3 separate regions of the Mus musculus genome follow, and all the other regions are linked to region 1. The links are chromatin contacts, called in public HiChIP or PLAC-seq maps. All regions are on one chromosome and are shown on one strand. The core of a region is the stretch at or near the end of the contact, and the rest is flanking DNA. Distances in the headings are between cores, read along the strand shown.

Region 1 (3,129 bases), core at 415-2,914:
AGAAAAAGAAAAAAATCAGCACCAATGTCTCCCGCCACCAACGGCTCCACCTCCTACTGGAGGGAAAAGTGGGTCATACTTTAGAAATCTGGGCTACAGCCGGCTACCCACGACCTCTTATTCACCGGGAAAGCATGGAATTTAATAAATTCCTGCTGAAAAGAAAAACAAGCAAACACCAGCAGCAACAACAAAAACAACAACAACAACAAAACCCCAATCACGCCAGAAATGTTGCAGGTTCGTTCAACCAGCTCGAAATCCCCGGCTGTACTATGCCGGGAAGCTCGCCTCTGCCCCACCCCTGCCAGCTCTGAGCCAGGCGGCCCAATGACCTTTACAAAGGGCCGGAGCCGAGGCCGCCAGAGGCTTCCAGGCCGGCACCTTGGGCAGCTCCCTCCCCGGGGCCTGGCTCACCATCAAAGTCCGTGTAGACTGTGTCCTTGAGCAGCGCCCCCGACCCGAAGTCGATGAGTTTGATTTCGCCGCGGCTCAGGTCGATTAAGATGTTCTCGTCCTTGATGTCGCGGTGGAGAACCCCGCAGTTGTGGCAATGCCGCACGGCCTCCAGCACCTGCCAGAAGAATCCTCGGGCCAGGTCCTCCTGTAGGGCTCCTCGTTCGGTGATAAAGTCGAAGAGGTCTTGCACCGGTTCGGGCCTCTCCAGGATCAGCACGAAACTATCGGGCCTCTCGAACCAGTCCAGAAGTCTAATGACGCCCGAGAAGTCCGAGCTCACCTTCTTCAACAGGACCACTTCCATGGGCACTCGGGTGCCATTGGGCTGCAGAGTGAGGGCGAGGGTTAGCGCGCCGGTTCCGGCACGCCCGTCGCCACCCACCCACCCATGAGAGGGTCTCTGGCTCCGGCTCACTCACCAGTTCTCCCCAATCGGAAATCCGGTCCTTCTCCACGTGCTTAATGGCCACCTGGAAGAAGACCCCCGAGTCTCCATCAGACCCTCCTGCTCAAAGCATCCCTCCGCGCGCCCTCCCCGAGGCGGCGTTGCCCACTCACCGGCAAGTTGTCGGCGACGCGGATGCCAGAGTAGACCGAGCCGAAGCCACCGCTGCCCAACAGCGGGCCCACCTGGTACTGCGACTCCAGGGGCTCCTTCTCTTTGCCTAGGAAAGAGGCACGGGACACTCAGCGCGCTCGACCCACGCGGGGGTCTCCCGGCGTCCCAACGACCCGCGCGCCCAGGGTGGGGTGGGGACACTCACCCGGCGCCAGCTTGGTGGCGTGCAGGTCGTTGCAGGGCGCGGCGCGCAGGTGGGCCAGGGAGTTGATCTTGGACAGGAGCATCCCCACCTCCAGGGTGTCGGTGCGGCGCCGGTGCCGGGACGAGCAGCAGCGGCGGCGGAGCGAGCTGGGGCTGAGCCGACGGCCGGGACTCAGACTGCGGGTGGCGTTGCGGCTCTGGCTGCGGCTGGCGCGCAAGGCCGAGGGCGAGTCGGAGGACGACTGAGGGCGCTGGCGGGGCTGGCCGCGGGCGGGTTCGCCGGCTGGGTCAGGCAGTGCGGGAGGCGGCAGGGCGAGAGGCGCTGCGGGACCCAGGGCTGCTGCTGACTGTGACTGCTGCTGCTGCTGCTACTGCCGATCCCGCCGCCGGCACTGCCGACTCCCCTCCAGCCTCCTCCGCCGCCACGGCCGCTGCTGCAGACGCCCGGCTCGCCCCGCCGCCAGGAGTAAAGGGGCGGAGCGCGCCGCTGGGGAGGGCGCGCGCGGCGGGCGGGGACGGGGCGGGGCCTCTCCGGGAGGCCGAGGTGGGGAGCCGGGCTGGCTCGGCGGCGGAGGGCGGAGAGGGGGCGGGGAGGCGGCGGGACCAGGGCCGCTCCCCTCCGCTCCGCCCCCTCGCGGCTACACCCCTCTCCCCGGCCCCGCCCTCGGGCGCGGCTTCAGCCAACCAGAAGACGCCCTATTTGCATAAGGCGTTGCGGGCCCCGCCTCTCGCCTCGCGGTCAGAATGGTCGCTAACGCCGCCACGACGTGGCGGGAAGGAAAAGGCGCCAAAACGGAGGGGGAGGGGCGCTGGGCGTGCAGGGAGGCGGGAGCTGGGTGGCGCGCGCGGGCGGGGGAGGAAGGATGGGGAGGGGCGTATCGATTCAAACCCAAACAATAACAAAGCCATCAAAGGCCGCCCGAGGCCAGCTCTGCCGGCTCTGTGTTTCCCGGAGATTTGGGTTGTGGAGGGGGGTCGAGGATTGGAGCTGGAGCGTAGCAAGTTGTGAGAAATGGAAGGGCGTTGGTGTGGCGGGCGCGGAAGCCATGAGTAGGGACCGCGTGTGTGTGGATGCCGACCAGGGTGGTCCTCTGGTGTGACTCAGCCCGGAGACCTCCAAGGCTGCTGGGGCGGGTTGACGATGTTATGTGGGCTAGATCCTGGGGGTGATGATTGTGTTTTTGGGGGCGAAGGCTGTGCAAGACGTGAGTCACCGGCATTTTGCACACCGAGGCCAGTCACAGGCCTGCGAGGAAAAGTGGGGGAGACCTGGGATGCGAGGAGCCGGTGACAAAGATTCTCAATTTAGAAATGCAGAGAGAATTAGAAGGGACCCGGGGTACCTGATCCCCTCGGTCCATGTCCGAGCGCCTGAGAGAGGAAATCACGACACAAACGTTAGCTTTCTCTTGCCAAATGCTGCCTCAGCCCCTTCTGAGAGGGCGGGAGGAGCAGGAAAATTCCTGATCGCGGGCGAGGGTGGGAGGGTGCCGCTGGGTTTAATCAGAGGTTGTTGCGGTAGTTACCTTCTCATCAGCTTGGTATTAGCAGTCAGGCGATACCAGATATTATTGGCCCCCACCCCAGCCTTGTCTCAAAGGAAAGTCCCCACATGCACGTGGAAATACCACGGAAAGCTAGCCGAGTCCGCTTTCATCTTTTGTCCTTTTGAACTTCATGGAGAGTTGATAACGACGTGTGGAAATGGGTAAACTCTCATTCTGTGTAATCCATATAAACTGAGATACTGGTGGCCAGAGTCATGGACAGCCAGCTACACCCCTTGTTCGTTATTTTTGTTGTTGTTCTTAGGTCTGAGAGATCTTTAAAGGAGGAACGAGCCTGTTGTGGATGTAGTCATTAGCGCACGCGTTTAAATGCTTCCTTTACAAGTTTTCCATGCTGCT
Region 2 (3,129 bases), core at 466-2,965, 410 kb after region 1:
TGCTTCTCTCTGACCAGATCTAGTCCGCTAGCCATCCTCTCTCCTTCTCCTCCCTCTCCCACTTCTCCCCCTCCCTCTTCCCTCCCCCTCCCTCTCCTTTTCCCTTCCTCCCTCCCTCTGCTCTGGACTCTTCGAAATGCCGGCTCTCTCCCTCATATCTACAATTTAAAAAAAAAAAATCTCAGGCTGGAGAGACAGCTCAGTGGTTAAGAGCACTGACTGCTCTTCCAGGGGTCCTAAGTTCAATTCCCAGCAACCACATAGTGGCTGTCAACCATTTATAATGCGTTCTGATGCTCTTCTGACATGCAAGTGTACATGCAGATAGAACACCATACACATAAAAATAAATAAATAAATTTTTAAAAGAAGAAAATAGAGACCAGGACAGTGGGCATCTCTGGGGAGAGGAGCTGGTCTCCTGTACTGTCTACTCCCAGGATGGCACAAATGAAGTACACACACATACATTCAGGCAAAACACCTATACAAATCAAAACAAATAAATATAAAAAATTAATATTCTTTTATTCTATTTTTTTTATTCTTTTTCTTTTTTTTTTTTGGTTTTTTGAGACAGGGTTTTTCTGTAGCCCTGGCTGTCCTGGAACTCACTCTGTAGACCAGGCTGGCCTCGAACTCAGAAATCCGCCTGCCTCTGCCTCCCGAGTGCTGGGATTAAAGGCGTGCGCCACCACGCCCGGCTCTATTCTATTTTTTAAAAAGATTTAGTTATTTATTATATGTAAGTACACTGTAGCTGTCTTCAGACACCCCAGAAATAGGTATCAGATCCTATTATGGATGGTTCAGAGCTACTACGTGGTTGCTGGGATTCGAACTCAGTACCTCTGGAAGAGCAGTCAGTGCTCTTAACCGCTGAGCTGTCTCTCCAGCCCTATCCTATCTTTTAACTGCATTATTTCTTGTGTGTCGACATACACTGGAACAAGACAACATTAGGGAAGGTCAAAGGACAACATTCAGGCTCAGTTCTCTCCTTCTACCATCCAGGTTCTGAGGCTCAAACAGGGCTTGCCAACCTTGGCGGCAAGCTCCTGAGTCCACTGAACCATCTCACCAGCCCTTAGGATCTTTACGTGACAATGAACACAATTAAAAACTATACTTCGCTGGGCAGTGGTGGCGCACGCCTTTAATCCCAGCACTTGGGAGGCAGAGGCAGGCAGATTTCTGAGTTCTAGGCCAGCCTGGTCTACAAAGTGAGTTCCAGGACAGCCAGTATACAGAGAAACCCTGTCTCAAAAAACCAAGGGGAAAAGCAAAACAAAACAAAACACTATACTTCACAGCCAGATATGATGGGGCAAGGCTTCAGTCCCAGCACTTGGGTGATGGAGACAGAAAGGTCCCAAGATCAAGGGCATCCTCCTCTACCTAGCAAGTTTGAGGCCATCCGTGGCAACAGGAGACTGTCTCAAAAAAAGTAAAAGAAGATTGGCTAACCCCATGAGCACATGGTGACCTGAAAATGTCTCCTGTTGATTAAAAGCCCTCTCTCCATCCTCAATGCCTGATTTAATCTCCCAGAACAGAGCGCCCCCCGGCCCCCATGTGGCCTCCAGTTCTTCCCCGGACTCTTCCACCTGCAGCACAGAGAGAAAGAACTCAGAATAGAAGTTGTTACTGTGCAGGGATGGGGGGAGGGGGGAGAGGCGGAGACTTGGGCAGCCGGCAGGCTTAGCTTCCCCTGGCAGTCTGACCCACACTCCCCACGCCCAGGACCAAGTCGCCTGAGCCCCATAGCCACAACTCTCTGCCGGCCTTGCCCGGGCTTGCCTTCGGTTGCATCATCTCCCAGCTTTGCCAGGGGTGCAGAAGTGAACCACCCACTCAGCGCTGGAAAAACCAGCTAATTATATCTCCAAAGACCCAGGGCAAGAACTTGTGGACAACCTCAGCTGGCCTGGCCTGTCCCACTCGCTTTCCGTGAGTGTCCTCGACTTATTTCTTTCTTTCTTTCTTTCTTTTTTTTTTTTTTTCCTCTCTCAAAATAATAACAATGACAGCTAGCACTGGGGAGCGAGGACATAGCCTTTTATTCCCACACTCCGCACAGGGAGTTTAGACCTGAAGATCCAGAGTTCAAAGTCATCCGCAGCTACATGGGAAGTTTTGAGGCCAGCCTGGACTACGTGACGATAAAGAAAGGAGTCGGGGTCGTAGCTCAGTTGGTAGAGAGCTTGACTAGCGTACAGGAAATCCCGGGTTCCATTCTAAGCACTACAAAAACCGGGCTTGGTAGGTTATCCCTGAACTCCAGAGGTGGGGGCTGGATGCCCAGATAGCGGCATACTAAGTTTCAGCCCTCCGCCTGAGTTATGCGAGACCCTGTGTGGGAAAAAAAAAAAAAATCAAACTGAACAATGGCAAGCTACATAAAAACAAAACAAAAACAAATTGTCCTCGGGCTGTGCGGCTTTCTGCAAGAAGAGCCCCGCCTCCGCCACGGCCCCTCCAGGTTTTAGGAAACCTCAGCCAAGAGCTTGCCAACCGACCTCCCACTCCACCCCACCCCCACTCAGGGCTGTTAGCCTGAGCCGCTCCAAGCCTGGACCCACTGCAGTCAGCAGGATTGAGAAGACAAACACTGCTTTGACACCATCAATAGCAGCTGCTCGCTCCGCTCATTTCTTTTTCCAAATATCTTTAAAAATTCTATTTGTAGTATAGTCCAAAGTGCAGTTTCATTTTTCCATAATTTCCTGTATTTATTTTGTTGAGTCCGTAATACATTCCCAGGAATAACAGTCAAAAGATGAAAAAGGATGTTGGTTAAAAACAAAAACAAAAGTCTTTCCGGACCCCAGACAAACCCCCACCCTCCAGCCACCATTTCCTTCCCAGAGGTAGTAGCGGCACACATAACCTGTGTCTACTTCCAGAGAGAGCCCTCTGGTTGAAACAGTTGACCAGCAGATGGCCTATAGAATCCAGAACTTTTCCATGCTGGATGCACCATGGACTTCTTTTCTTCTTCTTCTTCTTCTTCTTCTTCTTCTTCTTCTTCTTCTTCTTCTTCTTCTTCCTTCTCCTTCTCCTTCTCCTTCTCCTTCTCCTTCTCCTTCTCCTTCTCCTTCTCCTTCTCCTTCTCCTTCTCCTTCTCCT
Region 3 (3,129 bases), core at 273-2,772, 330 kb after region 1:
TTGTCACTCACGTAGCCAGGTAAGCCAGGGGCAGCGATCCCCGGGGAACATCACTGGAGAACTAAACACAGCATCTCTTACCACCTGCTTACCTTTCAGCAAGAGGCCCAGACATTTGATTTCCTTTAAGGTCCTACCAGAGAGTTTGGGAGCCTTGTTCAGGGGGCCTGGGCCAGAGGCTCCAGGCTACACCTTTGTGTGCTCACACCACCCCCACTCCCACAGGAACGCCGCAGCTGTGCAGGATGGCTCCCAGTATTCTGTGCTGCTCATCATCACTGATGGTGTCATCTCGGACATGGCACAGACCAAGGAGGCAATTGTAAATGTGAGTGGAGGATGGCGCGCTCTCTCTCTCTCTCTCTCTCTCACATACACACACACACACACACACACACACACACACACACACACACACATGGTTTGAGGGGACTAAAACATCTTGTCCTACCCCTAAGAGAACCCAGGGGTGCTCCTTTTAAAGAACCACAGGGTGGCTTCTTTTCCTGCCCCCCATAATGTTACTGGCCACCCCATAAAGTCATCTGGTTACTCCACAGAGACTGACAGGACACGGAGAGAGTATTAGACAGGGGTTTGGGGAATGGAGATGCCCTGAACCTATGAGAGCTCAGACCTCAGCCACACAGATGACCATGCTCTCTGGGGAGCCCATGACCCCCTCAGCCACCCACCCTAGGCCCCAGCTTGCCTGTCATGTAGCAGAGAGTCTCAGTGAGGAAAGCTCCCTTCCCTAACCTTGACCCATGGTTTCCTCAGAAAAGGGGCCTTAGCCACAGCTGCCTTAGCCCCTCATGGTAGAGCCCTAGCACCAGAGGGAGGAGGTTGCTTTACAGAGGCAGGCAGACCCAGCCCCCCACCACCTCCCCAGCAATTTATCTTCTCTTGATCCGTGTCCTTTCCCTATCCTGTCCCTTGGGGTTCCTTGGGGTCCCCTAACCTTCATTCTCTATCCCTTTGCCCTGCCCTATTTTGTTTGACCCACCCTCCAGTCCCTACCTGTCTGACACAGCTTTTTGCCCCTCCCCTGTTTTTCCCAGGCTGCCAAACTCCCTATGTCGATCATCATTGTTGGCGTGGGCCAGGCCGAGTTCGATGGTGAGTCCAGAGTCCCTTTCCCAGCTGCCTTCTCTTACAGAACCCCATGGCATCCCGTCCCCACCCGCTGGAGCTCATGCCCAGGCATGCATGCAGTCTGGGTAGACTTGTGTGCCTTGAGAGGGTGTGTCAGTACCCATGCAGGTCTCAGCCTCATCCCGAGGTCAGGCTCCTCAACCCAGACAAGGAGCAGGGCCCTAGGTCTCCACCCATTTCTAGTGTTGGGGCAAGGGCCCTGGGCTGGCCTGGGATTGGAGGGATTGATCACACGCACACATCCCTTGTCTCTACAGCCATGGTGGAGCTGGACGGTGATGACGTGCGGATCTCCTCCAGGGGGAAGCTGGCTGAGCGAGACATTGTCCAGGTGAAACAGGCCCCGCCCTTCCGCAGTGCCAGAGCGCCTTTACAGGCATCTCAAGGACAGACACTGGAATCCCTTCCTGGGCCAGTCTTCTCAGGAAGCCCCACCCCTCCCTGCCCTCTAGGAAGTCCCTTCTAACCTGAATGATGCTCCCACGGAATCCAGAGCCCTGCACAGGGAGTCTGTGCCACATGGCCTTCCAGTGGCATGGAGAGCCCTCATAGATGGAGGTGGCACCCTGGATCCTAGGAGGAGGGAGACAGGAAGGAGCCAGAGGTTGGCAGCATTGAGAGGAAGCTGGGTTAGATGTGGGTTTAGACAAGTGTTGGGGTCCTAGGAGACTGAGAGGGTCCCCCTGGAGAGGGGTGGGAAAGGAAAAGGGAGCAAGGAGGCAGGATCTGGTTAGCCTTTCCCAGCATCCCTTGGGAGCAAGGGGGCATGATCCGGTTAGCCTTTCCCAGCATCCCTTGGGAGCAAGGAGGCAGGATCCGGTTAGCCTTTCCCAGCATCCTTTGAGCCTCTGTTCTCCTTGCTAGTCTCCGATGAAGGGCTTGGGTCAGTGTTAGGCCTCCTGTGGAATACAGATGAAGGACTCAGCACAGAGGCATGGCCCATCCCCGGGGAAACTCGCAAAGTGGGGGGGGTTGGATAGAGTGGGTTCTCTGGGAGGGGACCCACGTGCCCCATCTTGACCCCATCTTCCTTGCCTCTCAGTTTGTGCCCTTCAGGGACTATGTGGACCGCACCGGCAACCACGTACTGAGCATGGCCCGCCTGGCCCGGGATGTTCTGGCTGAGATTCCGGACCAACTGGTGTCCTACATGAAGGCACAGGGCATCCGCCCACGCCCGCCACCTGCTGCACCCGCTCAGTCACCCCCACAGTCCCCAGCCCACTCACCTCCTGGATCCCCCGTGCACACGCATATCTGAAGCTGAGAGGACCAAGGGCCTGGAGGGTAGACTGACACCCTATTCTCCTCCTGGTCGGTTTCCCAGACTCTGCTTGGAGGGCCAGCGGGAAATGGGGTGTCAGGGCCTCACCCCACTTCACACCCAAATCCAGGGGACTGTGGTATAGAAGACAAGGGGTACACAGATTCTGGGGCTGAGGGGACCCCCCTAGTCCATGCCGGACAACTCCAAGACTTTCTTATTCTTGCAACCCAGCTGGGCCTCTTCCAGCTCCTGTCTCCTCCTACCCTAGTGTCTAGTGTCCCCAGTCCCATGAGATCCCCTGTCCTGTTTCCAGGGAACCCCAGACTGGTAGACTACCAGGGATGCATGTGACCCTCTTAGGGACTCCATATGTGAGCAGATAGAGCCCCTTTCCTGATCCTCAAAGGCTCAGTGGTATGCTAGAATGTTCTAGAATGGTCACTGGAGCTATCACAGGTAGCTTGTAGCACTGAGATGTCTCCTGCTCAACTTGGGGGCCACTCACCTGCAGGGCACAGGGTTAGCCCCCACACTCCAACTTGCTCCTGCTCTCTGCCCTTCAGTGGCTAGGGGACAAGAGACAGGGATCCCTGAATGCCAACCTGTCCCTAGCCACATCCAGCAGGAACCCACCCAGCCCACCCTCTGCTCTCTGGGCCTCAGTGTCCACACCTCCGCAATGACAGGATTTGTCAGGTGGTCCAGCG

What was found. HiChIP or PLAC-seq counts read pairs in DNA pulled down with a chosen protein or histone mark.
Region 2: an H3K27ac HiChIP or PLAC-seq map of embryonic stem cells shows a contact between it and region 1, with 2.7 times the contacts expected there. The contact joins the promoter of Trp53cor1 here to the promoter of Pim1 in region 1. A contact is called at or near these places in 5 of 484 Hi-C or Micro-C datasets (Th1 cells, embryonic stem cells, gonadal supporting cells and 1 more), 10 of 115 datasets of contacts at active chromatin or transcription factors (CD8 T cells, the SCID.adh cell line, astrocytes and 3 more) and 1 of 9 other capture datasets (pancreatic islet).
Region 3: a contact with region 1 is called in an H3K4me3 HiChIP or PLAC-seq map of embryonic stem cells, with 6 times the contacts expected there. The contact joins the enhancer-like site here to the promoter of Pim1 in region 1. A contact is called at or near these places in 6 of 484 Hi-C or Micro-C datasets (the G1E-ER4 cell line, Th1 cells, brown adipocytes and 2 more), 17 of 115 datasets of contacts at active chromatin or transcription factors (DN3 thymocytes, the HPC-7 cell line, acute myeloid leukemia and 12 more) and 1 of 9 other capture datasets (liver).

The regions. Positions count from the first base shown.
Region 1 is chr17:29,489,320-29,492,448 of GRCm38.p6, reverse strand. It overlaps Pim1 (proviral integration site 1), which reads right to left and starts at 1,664. Exons shown (of 6, transcript NM_008842.4): 1 at 1,224-1,664; 2 at 1,018-1,124; 3 at 879-929; 4 at 418-784. The coding sequence starts at 1,305. Gm26885 (predicted gene, 26885) reads left to right here and starts at 905. Exons shown (of 4, transcript NR_168683.1): 1 at 905-1,272.
Region 2 is chr17:29,077,712-29,080,840 of GRCm38.p6, reverse strand. Trp53cor1 (tumor protein p53 pathway corepressor 1) reads left to right here and starts at 1,715. Exons shown (of 2, transcript NR_036469.2): 1 at 1,715-1,950.
Region 3 is chr17:29,158,309-29,161,437 of GRCm38.p6, reverse strand. Cpne5 (copine V) reads left to right here. Exons shown (of 21, transcript NM_153166.2): 17 at 1-19; 18 at 226-328; 19 at 1,062-1,119; 20 at 1,413-1,486; 21 at 2,198-3,129. The coding sequence ends at 2,416. Among named protein-coding and RNA genes, the nearest start is that of Rab44, 46 kb to the right of the region's middle. Within about 2 kb of position 1,522, at least 25 of the 459 cell types and tissues checked have an H3K27ac peak or open chromatin away from gene starts, as enhancers often do. A contact at or near this core is called in embryonic stem cells, where this site is marked.